Regions from separate parts of the Mus musculus genome. Here region 2 is linked to region 1. The links are chromatin contacts, called in public HiChIP or PLAC-seq maps. All regions are on one chromosome and are shown on one strand. Each heading gives the region's core, a stretch centred on a gene start, on an enhancer-like site or on the middle of the called end of the contact. The rest is flanking DNA. Distances are from core to core; before and after follow the strand shown.

Evidence for each region. HiChIP or PLAC-seq counts read pairs in DNA pulled down with a chosen protein or histone mark.
Region 2: an H3K27ac HiChIP or PLAC-seq map of embryonic stem cells shows a contact between it and region 1, with 8 read pairs. The contact joins the enhancer-like site here to the promoter of Snhg7os in region 1. A contact is called at or near these places in 2 of 484 Hi-C or Micro-C datasets (bone marrow-derived macrophages and nephron progenitors), 10 of 115 datasets of contacts at active chromatin or transcription factors (CD8 T cells, astrocytes, bone marrow-derived macrophages and 3 more) and 1 of 9 other capture datasets (embryonic stem cells).

What each region holds. Positions count from the first base shown.
Region 1 is chr2:26,638,488-26,644,373 of GRCm38.p6, reverse strand. It overlaps Snhg7os (a long non-coding RNA gene), which reads right to left and starts at 2,253. Exons shown (of 4, transcript XR_003953776.1): 1 at 992-2,253; 2 at 607-677; 3 at 418-525. It overlaps Snhg7 (small nucleolar RNA host gene 7), which reads left to right and starts at 4,130. Exons shown (of 4, transcript NR_024068.2): 1 at 4,130-4,316; 2 at 4,903-4,944. Snora17 (small nucleolar RNA, H/ACA box 17) reads left to right here and starts at 5,053; the gene lies at 5,053-5,184.
Region 2 is chr2:26,824,582-26,830,181 of GRCm38.p6, reverse strand. No RefSeq gene overlaps it. Among named protein-coding and RNA genes, the nearest start is that of Abo, 38 kb to the left of the region's middle. Within about 2 kb of position 3,366, at least 2 of the 459 cell types and tissues checked have an H3K27ac peak or open chromatin away from gene starts, as enhancers often do. A contact at or near this core is called in embryonic stem cells, where this site is marked.

The DNA of each region.
Region 1 (5,886 bases), core at 1,004-3,503:
TTGGAAAAGAGGACTTTCCTTGGGGGGCATCTTCCTGTCTCCATCCACCCTCTGAATGCTGCAACCCCTCCTACCATGACGACTGCTCATGCTGCCCAATGTCCCCAGTGATAAATGGGCCACAATGGGAACCTGTTCAGAGCAGGATCATAAAAACGCTGACTCATGGGGGACAGAGTAGCCAAGGGCAGGGTGGGTCAGGAGTATGTGGGATCTCTGACACTAGGATTGTTCATGTAAGACTGAAGGTAAAAGAGGCCAAGGGCTTACACACCCCCCTCCTGGTGACTTCAGGAAGTGCAGGAGAGGCTCCCCAGGAGTAGAATGAAGCAAACCAGACTTCTGTTTTTCTAAACATGGGCCTAGTCCATGTCTGTCCCCAGGAGTCCATGCTAAAAGACAAAGAGTGGAGCTCACCCATGAGCAGCAGCAGCTGGTAGTACTGATAGTTCATGTTGCCCCTGAAGTAGGCAATGGCAGACTCCTTCCCAGGCAGGAAATGGATGTAGATGACATGCCTCCACCCTGTGGACAATACCTGTGATGTGAGAAGTCCATCTCCCCCTGGGCCTTTACTGAAATAAGAATTGGAACCCAGATACTCACCTGTGAGGAACATACCAGGGTCCTCTCCCTCATACAGAGGCAGCTTGTACTGAATACAGCCAATGGGTTTCCTAGAACACAGGGTCCAAGTATGGCTCTCCCCAGGGCACCTAGTTCTTCCCCATTCTTATTTCTGGGACCCATGCTGGCCTCTCCTGAAGCAAGCAATCCTGTGCAAGAGATCCTCTCACCCTATTCAGCATGGGCATAGACCACAGCAAGTTAGATCTCTGACCTCATGAAGAGGTCACCTGGTGTGTTGCCCAGGCAACACAGAAAATGCTGCATTCCTCAGTGACTACTAGAGGTGAGGCAGTCTGTGCTTAGTCACACTTAGAACTGTTTGGCAGCAGCAGCAGACATTACCTCCGCAGAGACCACTCACGTCAGGTTCATCCTGAACTCCAACTCATCAAGACTGTTTCTCTCAAAGGTGAAGGGAGGCAGCGGGTCTTTCCATCTCGACTCAGGAATAGGCAAGTCTCCTGCCCAGCACCTTATGTACCCCTTTCCCAAGATCTGCAGTTGGAGGTCACAAGTGCACACAGTTGCAGGGAGAAGGGAATCTGGAAGACGGTGGGTGAGAGGCAGGAGGAGAATGCAGTCAGGTCTCAGTGCAAGATGGAAGGGTCCGGGATGCCGGGATGTCAGGAGGAGTCCTGACCATGGCTGTCTCTCACCAACAGCAGCAGTAGGTAGAACCAAGCAGACAGGGCACAGGCGTCCTAGGAGAAACACTTCCTGGGAAGAGCCCTGACCACAGACCCTGCACAGGCATCCAGAGGGAACTGAGAAAGGTGATCTGGAGGACAGGTTGACCTTTCACTTCAGGGAGCTGAGCCGGAGGACAGGGCAGAATGGACATGGCTGAGGAGGTGACCTGAGAGAACCATGACTGTACCGACTGACCACGGTCTGCTTCACTGTCTACAGTCAAAGTGCTGAGGTGTGGCAAGGAACAGACTTCTCAGTTTCTCCTGAAATCATTAGGAAGTTGGCTCTGTCTCCCAGATACACAACAGTCACAGGGGCCTTACCCAGGATGAAATCTGAAATCAACTCATTGGAAGAATATAAGAAGTGTCTCTGAAGCACACACACACACACACACACACACACACACACACTGAGAGAAAGGAAGGAAGGAAGGAAGGAAGGAAGGAAGGAAGGAAGGAAGGAAGGAAGGAAGGAAGGCAGGCTATTCTTGGGAGTCCAGCTAGAGCCAGGACAGCGTCCATCTAGCAAGCCTCCCCTGTCCCCCAGCAGCCTCTTAGTCTCTAAGTGCACACAGTGAGAAGAAAGACATGACCATGGCCTGGAACACCTGCTCAAGCCCCACTCCCACCTGAGAAGATCCCACCAAGCACGTAAGAGAGGTATTTTTTTCAACATCACCTGTGGCTTCCATCTGCAGGCCTGAGACACACCCAGTCCAAGGTCTGAGCTTGGAAGCCAGTTGCTACCCTCAGTCCTCCCTCCCCAGGGCCATCACCTCCTCAGGACTGGCAGGAGTCAGAGGAGGCATCGTGGCTCGAACCACAGAGAGCAGGCCCAGCCCTGCAGTGAGTGTGAAAAGATGCATGGCCTCAGCTCAGCTCTGTGCTTCTAGCCTAGCAGCTCCTTGTGCTGCTGCTGCTGCCGCCACTGCTGCCACTGCTGCCACTGCCGCTGCCTCTGCCAGTGCCGGTGCCAGTGCTGCTGCTGCTGCCACTGCTGCCACTGCCGCAGCTGCTACCTCTGCTGAAGCTGCTACCTCTGCTGCTGCTCCAACTTTCTGACATGCAGAATTGCTCTGGAAGCAGAATCCTGCCTTCCACTATCCACACCAAAATCATTGTCCACACCCCTCTGTCCAGGAGATTGCAGTTTTGTTTGGATCAATGTGAATAGAGGAGCTAATTTGTGCAATTAACCTCATGACTGCCTCTGGCACTCGTTCTCGCTCTCTGCTTCCTGACTGTAGGGTCTGTGTGGTCAGCTGCCTCCTAGCCCTACTGCCATGCCTGCTGCCTCATGACGGTACTGTATTCCCTTGAACTATAAGCCAAATATTTCTTCCTTCTTTAAGTTGCTTTGGTCAGGGATCGGGACTGTTCATCTCAATTTGCAATTTGATAAGATCTAAAATCACCCATGAGGTGAACCTCTGGGTGTACGGGAGGGCTTATCTTGATTAGGTTAATTGAGATGGAAAGACCAACTCCTTCTGTGTGGCACCATTCTCTGGCCTAGCTCGGATCCTGGAGTATAGAAGGGGTTATCTGAGGACCAGCATTCATCACTCTCTAATCCTTGACCTGCCATGTGGGCCAGTTGCTTCAAGCCTACTGCTGTTACTTCCCTGTCATGCTAAACTGCAACCTCAAACTGCAGCCCAAACACTTTCTGCTTAACCTGCTTCTGTCTTGGTATTTTATCACAGCTACAGAAAAGGAAATTAAGACAGATCACTAAGACAAAAAGTGACTGGTAACAAGTCGTGAGGCTAAGATAAGAGCCCGCTCCTTAGTGAACCAGGTTTGATTTCTAGCATCCACATGACGACTCAAAACCATCTGTAACTCCAGTTTCAAGGCTTTGGGCCACGCATAACAGTTCACCCCTCAAAATCTAGTTGTTAGAAGTTAGGGGCAGGAGGATCAGAAGTTCAACTTATCTTCAACTACATAGCAAGTTTGAAGCCTAGGCTATATGAGACATCGTATCAAAAAACAGGAAGGAGGAAGGGAGAGAGGGAGGTGGGAAGGCAGACAGGCAGGCAATATAAGGGTTCAAGAACTTGGGACTATTAACAAGTGTGGCTGGGCTGGCCCACCAGTAAAAGAAGAGTGCTCAATGGTGTGTCCCCAGGCCCACAATTCACCCCATCACCTGGGAGCCCTCATCAGTTTCAGGACTTAAAAGACAAATCTGTACTTGTGCGGGACACAACACAGCAAGTAGTCAGAGTGTATTATTTGTCTTCCAGCACTGTCCTGAAGCAGAGGACAGCCAACCTTCTAAAAGCTGCTGTGTGCCTCAGATCCACAGACAACCCCACAGGCGGGGCTAGTTAGAAACATCTGGAATCCATGAACTCCCTGGAGCTCCCTCCTGACTCATCCCCAAAGCGTCCTTGTAAAAGAGGAAACAACTGGTCACCTCCTTGCCTCCTAAATTCTGGTTCGTCAGAGCTGGCCTTTCCTCTTTGCGTGGAAGCTTTAGTATCACTAAGAACAGGGAGAGCAAGGCTGCCCCCACCAAAAACGAGGAGTTTCGTAAGAAGGCGCAGGACTTCATGGGTCGTTTGAAAAGTCCTGTGAGCTTGGTAACACTCGAAATAAGTCTCTGAGTTCTGCTTGGAAAGGCAGGATCTAGGATCAAGCAGTACAGAGTCCCATGAGCCTCTAACCGACTGGGCTATGAGAAGCGCCGGCGAGGAGCGAAGGAGCCACTAGAGGGCGCGGCACTCGGAGGACAGTGAAAGTCCCTCGCGGGCTGCCGTAGTCAGTACTATAAAGGACGTGGCGTGGAGATGCTCGGCCTCTCGGCAGCCATGGCGGCTCTATGTTTGTATCGCCATTGTTACCGTTGGGACGCCGCGGATGACCCTATATACCCTTGGCCGGCTACCGGGAAGACTGCGTCTCCTGACGATCGTAACGAAGATGTACCGTGCTTTCCTTCTGAGAGTTTAGTCGCCCTAATATGTGCAGCAGGCTAACCGCGTGGTAAGGGGAAGGGCGTTCACGATGTGCCCGAGGGCCGGGTGGACTGCCCCCAGAAGTCCCGAGAAGGAAAGCCGAGGCTCCTGTCTGGACTAGTACAACGCAGAAGCCCCTGGTTGGGGCTCCAGACCGGTCTCCCTTTCGTAGGGCTAAGGAGCACCAGGGAAAGACTCTGTCTATATTTGCTGCATGCTGAATACCAACTTGAGATAACTCAGATGTGAGACAGTACTCTGTCTAGTGTAATGCCGCTGAGTTGGAGAGAAAGAAAAAGGGGTTTTATTTGTAAAAAGCCTAGCCGGGCGTGGTGGCGCACGCCTTTAATCCCAGCACTCGGGAGGCAGAGACAGGCGGATTTCTGAGTTCGAGGCCAGCCTGGTCTACAAAGTGAGTTCCAGGACAGCCAAGGCTATACAGAGAAACCCTGTCTCGAAAAACCAAACCAAAAAAAAAAAAAAAAAAAAAAGCCTTAGCAAGGACAAGCCATGTGGACCCATTGGAATAGGAATAAAATACAAGTCTAGTGCAGTCCCCCAAAGTGATCCTGATAGGGTGTGTGCAGAATGCTTTCTTCCTTTCCTTTCCCTAGGAAGCTTGCCTGCCAGAAAGAAAGCGCCTGTTGGGCTATTAGGTGAGTTGGGCTATTAGGTGAGTTGGGCTATTAGGTGAGTTGACTCAAAGTTACTAAGATTCGCATTAACAGTCACGGTGTGGCACCCAGCACTTGCTTCATCGACACCCTGCTCCTAGAGGCGTTGCAGGTGTGGCTGCTGTGTCACATGTGCGTCAGTAGGTGGCAGAGAGAAAAGAGGCTATGTCTACGCTCAGTGTTCTGCCCTGTGAACGTCTGAATGATTTGTAGCCTGACAACACTCCTGAAAGCTGGAGGTGGGATTGTCCCTCCTAGTTTTTGACTGGCTTAGGTCATTTGATGGCTCTGCATAAACCAAATAGAGGGGCTGGTGTGTAAAGAGGAAGTTTACAGAGAAATTGATCTGTTGGAAATCATGAAACCAGGTCCTGGGACACAGCGTTGTGGCACATGTTTCTCTTATCCACCAGCTTGGGTCAAGAGACTGTCTCAAAAACAACAGTGGGTGGAAGCAAGGATGTATCTGTCTTAGTCAGGGGTTTTATTGCTATGAAACACCATTACCAAAGAGCAAGTTGGGGAGGAAAGGGGTTATTCCGCACACACTTACACTGCTGCTTGTTGCCAAAGGAAGTCAAGGCGGAGACCATGAAAGGGTGCTGAGTGCTCCGCCTGTACCTGCATGCCATAGGAGGCCATCAGAGCCTGTTCTAGATGGTGGGGAGCTGGGAATTGAACTCAGCCGTCAGTGCTCTTAACCACCGAGCCAGACTCCAACCCCAACCAAGAGGTTGGGTTTCTCTATGGCCTGGGATTAAAGGTGTGTTCCACCACCAGCCCAGAGATGGCACCATTCACAATGGGCTAGGCCTTCCCCACTGTTCACTAATTGAGAAAATGCCTAACAGTTGGATCTCATGGGGGCATTTCCTAATGACTAACTTGTATCAAGTTGGCACAAAACCAGCCATTACAACCTCA
Region 2 (5,600 bases), core at 2,117-4,616, 180 kb before region 1:
CACTTGGACTTGAGCTTTGTGCAAGGTGACAAATATGGGTCTATTTCCATTTTTTTATATACAGACAGCCAGTTAGACCAGCACCATTTATTGAAGATGCTTTCTTTTTCCCATTGTATATTTTTGGCTTCTTTGTCCAAGATCAAGTGTCCATAAGTGTGTGATTTTATTTTTGGATCTTCAGTTTGATTCCATTGATCAACGTGTCTGTCTATCTCTGTATCAATACAATATCAATACTGTATCAATACTGTGCAGTTTTAATCACTATTGCTCTGTAGTAAAGCTTGAGGTCAGGGATGGTGATTCCCCCAGCCATTCTTTTATTGCTAAGAATTGTTTTCATTATTCTGGGTTTTTTGCTTTTCCAGATGAATTTGAGAATTGCTCTTTCCATGTCTTTGAAGAATTGTGTTGGGATTTTGATGGCGATTGTCTTGAATCTGTAGATTGCTTTTGGTAGGATGACCATTTTTACTATGTTAATTTTTCCAATCCATAAGCATGGGAGATCTCTCCATTTTCTGAGATCTACTTTTTTTCTGATTTCTACTTCGATTTCTTTCTTGAGAGACTTGAAGTTGTTGTCATACAGGTCTTTCACTTGTTTGGTTAGAGTTACCCTAAAATACTTTAAATTATTTGTAACTATTGTGAAGGGTGTTGTTTCCCTATTTTCTTTCTCAGTCCATTTATCATTTGTATAAAGGAAGGCTGCTAATTTATTTGAATACATTTTATATCCAGCCTCTTTGCTGAAATTGTTTATCAGCTGTAGAAGTTCTTTGGTAGAATTTTTGGCATTGTTTATGTATACTATCATACCATCTATAAATAGTAATAACTTGACTTCTTCTTTGCTAATTTGTATCCCCTTGATCTCTTTTTGTTGTCTTATTGTTCTAGCTAACACTTCCAGTACTATATTGAATAGATAAGGGAAGAGTGGGCATATGGTCTTGTTCCTGATTTCAGTGGGATTACTTCAAGTATCTCTCCATTTAATTTGATATTGCTGTAAATTGCTTTTATTATGTTTAGGTCTGGGCCTTGAATTCCTGATCTCCCCAATACTTTAAACACGAATGGGTGTTGTATTTTGTTAAATGTTTTTTCTCAGCATCTAAGGAGATGATCATGTGACCTTTTTCTTTGAGTTTGTTTATATAGTGGATTATGTTCATGGATTTTCACATATTGACCAACCTTTCATCCTTGGGATGAAGCCTATTTGATCATGATCATACTGGCTAGTTTTGTGTCAACTTGACACAGCTGGAGTTATCACAGAGAAAGGAGCTTCAGTTGAGGAAATGCCTCCATGAGATCCAACTGTAAGGCATTTTCTCAATTAGTTATCAAGGGGGAAAGGCCCCCTTGTGGGTGGGACCATCTCTGGGCTGGTAGTCTTGGTTCTATAAGAGAGCAGGCTGAGCAAGCCAGGGGAAGCAAACCAGTAAAGAACATCCCTCCATGGCTTCTGCATCAGCTCCTGCTTTCTGACCTGCTTGAGTTCCAGTCCTGACTTCCTTTGTGATGAACAGCAGTATGGAAGTGTAAGCTGAATAAACCCTTTCCTCCCCAGCTTGCTTCTTGGTCATGATGTTTGTTGTGCAGAAATAGAAACCCTGACTAAGACAATAATGAATGAAGATTTTCATGTGATCTTGGATTCAGTTTGCGAGAGTTTTATTGAGTATTTTTGCATTGATATTCATAAGCGAAATTGGTCTGAAGTTCTCTTTTTTGGTTGGGTCCTTGTGTGGTTTAGGTTTCAGAGTAGTATAGCTTCATAGAATGAATTATGTAGTGTTCTTTTTTTTTTTTCCTATTAAGAAGAGTTCTTATAAGCTCCAAGAAGCATACTTGGATCGACCTCTCAAGGGTCAAGTGAACTCCATCTGGATAAGTACTTCTGTCAACCAATAGTCTAAGTTCCCAGCCTTTTGCATATTCTAGAGGGTAGCATTCCTTCCCTGTTCCCTGGTTTGGGAACTCCCCTGTCCCAACCACCAAGACTATGGGCCTAAGGGTTTCAAATGTACACCTAAGAAAAAGTTTTTCTCTCAAACTTACTTATTTTCTGCCTTTAATATGTATGTATGTATGTATATATGTATGTATGCATGTATGTATGTATGTTTCAGCATCCTGCCAAGTCCAGTCAAAATCTGAATCTAGGACAGCACTAGAGAAGCTAACCACAGATGGTCCGGTTTACCCTCACAGGTGCTTCTATGGTGCCTGCACTTTCTTAGCCACAGATGATTCCACAGACCCTGGTCAACAATGGAATAGCCAGCTCTCCTAGGACTTGACCAGGAGCCCCAATTAGGTTTCAGAACACAACTGTCACCTCAAGGTCAGCAGGAAGTAGTTAAGGAATACAATGACCCCACTCCTTTCTCACCCTCACCTCTTTCTAAATTTAAATGAGGACACTTAAATTAAACCAAAATGGAGGAATGTTAGCATTTCCTCCAGGCTCTGCCCAACAGTCACCTAGCAAAAGCTTGCATCTCCACCTGCCAGGTATGAGCCAGGAGCTAGGCATATAAGAAGACTACTTGTTCTCTCACCCCCACTCCCACCCACCCCCCCACCTCCATTTATACTCTCTCCCACACATGTCCCTGGCTGGCCTCCTCCTCTCTCCCTCTCTCTTTCTGGCCTTCTCTCTTTTCAGTACCCCTCCTTTCTCCTCTGCCTCTGCCTCCTTCTCCAGGTTCCCTTCCTGCCAATTAACCTCTTTTATACTAAGCCCTTTGTATGGCTGGTTCCTCAGGGGCACATGTTGGCTGGGTCTGCCACAGTGCTCCCTCCTGCTGTGTCACTGCTGTTTTATAAAACACAACATTTGTATCTGCTCTCTGCCCTTGTAACCCCCCCCCAAATGTAAACAAACAATAAAAATTAAACAAAACAAACTCCCAAGCTGTGGAAGCTGTAGTGTGTCACAGTATGTCACACAGTATGCCCTTTTGTCCATACATCTTTACTTGAAAATGTTCATTGCAATGCGTCATTGATCTGCTGCAAGGTCTCTGGGTTCTGCTACGCTATCTATCAATACTGAATCCTCATTGGGATATCCTGTTGCCCTGTGTCATAGAGATCCTGCAGTTTTGGCTCTGTGGGACCAGCCCCTTCATGTGCTCCAGCAGTTCATACATGGGGTAGATGTTGGGGTAGACCAACTCACAGTTGTTCAATCCACTGCTCTCCAGCACTGCCCCAGTGAGGGTCATAGCCACCTCTCTTATGTTTGTGCCCTTGGGGCTGGGTCTTCCTCACCCATGAGACCAGTGCCAGATACATTGTGCTGCTAAGGTGAGATGCAGGGCTGCTCTCCTGAGTGCTGCAGCCAGTGTGTGTGGAGGTGTGGTTAGCTCTGAGCAGTCATTAGACATCAACATGGCTTCAGACAGCAGCCCAGGCAAGGGATGTCTGCATGACCCAGCCTCCTGTTGGCAGGTCAAGCTGTGAGGGCTTTTGGATCAGATAATGGCCCCACTCTCTCAGTGTCCATAGCCAGAAGCCTCAGCCGTGACCTTCACTCAGTTCAGCCCTGTGAATTGTGCTGACTGGGTGCTCTCTGATTTCCTGGTAAATGTGTCTATCACTTTTATAAAGTGCTGACCAGTTAGTCTGTGTCTGACTTGGATGCTCTGTGCTCACATATGACTTTGGGCTTGTGTCTCTACCTGGAACCTTCTTTCCTTAGAGCATTTCTCATGGGGTTGTTTGGGTTTTCATAGAAGGACTTTGAGGGCCATTTGTTCTTGTTCTGTAATGGGGTCTCTGGAAGAGGACAGTGGAATGGAAGGGAGGTTGGGTAGGTCTCTGTTGATGGCATCCGTGAGAACTGGGTCTCTTTACTGGCAGGGTGGATCTTATTTTACTTTTCCGAGTCTTGTTGGTCACCTTTATTGGGTCATTATGAGACCCTGTTAGCCCAGGATGCTGTTCTGGCCACTGCTGTGCTCATGTCCATCCATAGGCTGATTCCATCCTGCCCTATGCTGAGGGCCACATGCACAGTTCTACCTCTTCAGGATATCTGCTTCCATCCTTGTGGTTCCTGACCATCCCTGCCCCTATTAGGTCCCTGCCCTAAAACCTTCCTACTCACTGCCCTGCCTCCTTTCCTTGGTCCCCAGTTTGGGATGGGACACTTTTGCATGCTCCAGCATTTGTCAATGACTTCCCTCTGCCACCATCTCAAACACAGCTTGCCAATCCAGCCAGCTTGGCGCACCTAAGCTCTACCTCTACCAGTCTGTTCTAGGCCACCACCATGTTTTTCTGGATGGTGGATAGTGGCTGTGTTGTCTACCCTGGCAAATGCAGGTCATTCTTTCCCCAGTAGCCAGAGTTATTCCTTGAGTTTCTCCTCTTTGGTTGGTAGTTTAGTCCCTGGGAGCTCTGGGGGTACTGGTTAGTTCATATTGTTGTTCTTCCTAGGGGGCTGTGAACCCCTTCAGCTCCTTAGGTTCTTCTTCAGTTCCTTCATTGCGGATGACTGTGAGCATCCACTTCTGTATTTGTCAGGCACTGGCAGAGCCTCTCGGAGAGAGCTATATCAGGCTCCTGTCAACAAACACTTGTTGGCATCCAAAAAAGTGTCTGGGTTTGATAATTGTATATGGGATGGATCCTCAGGTGGGGCAGTTTCTGGATGATCATTCCTTCAGTCTTTGCTCCACATTTTGTCTGTGTAACTTCTTTCATGGGTGTTTTGTTCCTCCCTTCTAAGATGGATAGAAGTAACCACACTATGGTCTTCCTTCTTCTTGAGTTTCATGTGGTTTGTGAAATGTATCTTGGGTATTCCAAGCTTATGGACAAATATACACTTATCAGTGAGTGCATATCATGTGTATTCTTTTGTGATTGGGTTACCTCACTCAGGATGATATCCTCCAAATACATCTATTTCCCTAAGAATTTCAAAAATTCATTGTTTTAATAGCTGAGTAGTATTCCATTGTGTATATGTACCACATTTTCTGTATTCATTCCTCTGTTGAGGAACATCTGGGTTCTTTCCAGCTTCTGGCTATTATAAATAAGGCTACTATGAACATAGTGGAGCATGTGTCCTTATTACATGTTGGATAATCTTCTGGATATATGCCCAGGAGAGGTATTGCTGTGTCCTCAGGTAGTACTATGTCCAATTTTCTGAGGAACTGCCAAACTGATCTCCAGAGTGGTTGTACCAGCTTGAAATCCTACCAGCAATGGAGGAGTGTTCCTCTTTCTCCACATCCTCAGCAGCATCTGGTGTCACCTGAGTTTTTGATCTTAGCCATTCTGACTGGAATGAGGTGGAATCTCAGGGTTGTTTTGATCTGCATTTCCCTGATGACTAAGGATGTTGAATATTACTTTAGGTGCTTCTCAGTCATTTGGTATTCCTCAGTTGAGAATTCTTTGTTTAGCTCTGTACCCCATTTTTGTTTTTTGTCTTTGTTTGTTTGTTTGTTTTGAGACAGGGTTTCTCTGTATAGCCCTGGCTGTCCTGGAACTCACTTTTTAGAACAGGCTGTCCTCGAACTTCAGAAATCCGCCTGCCTCTGCCTCCCGAGTGCTGGGAT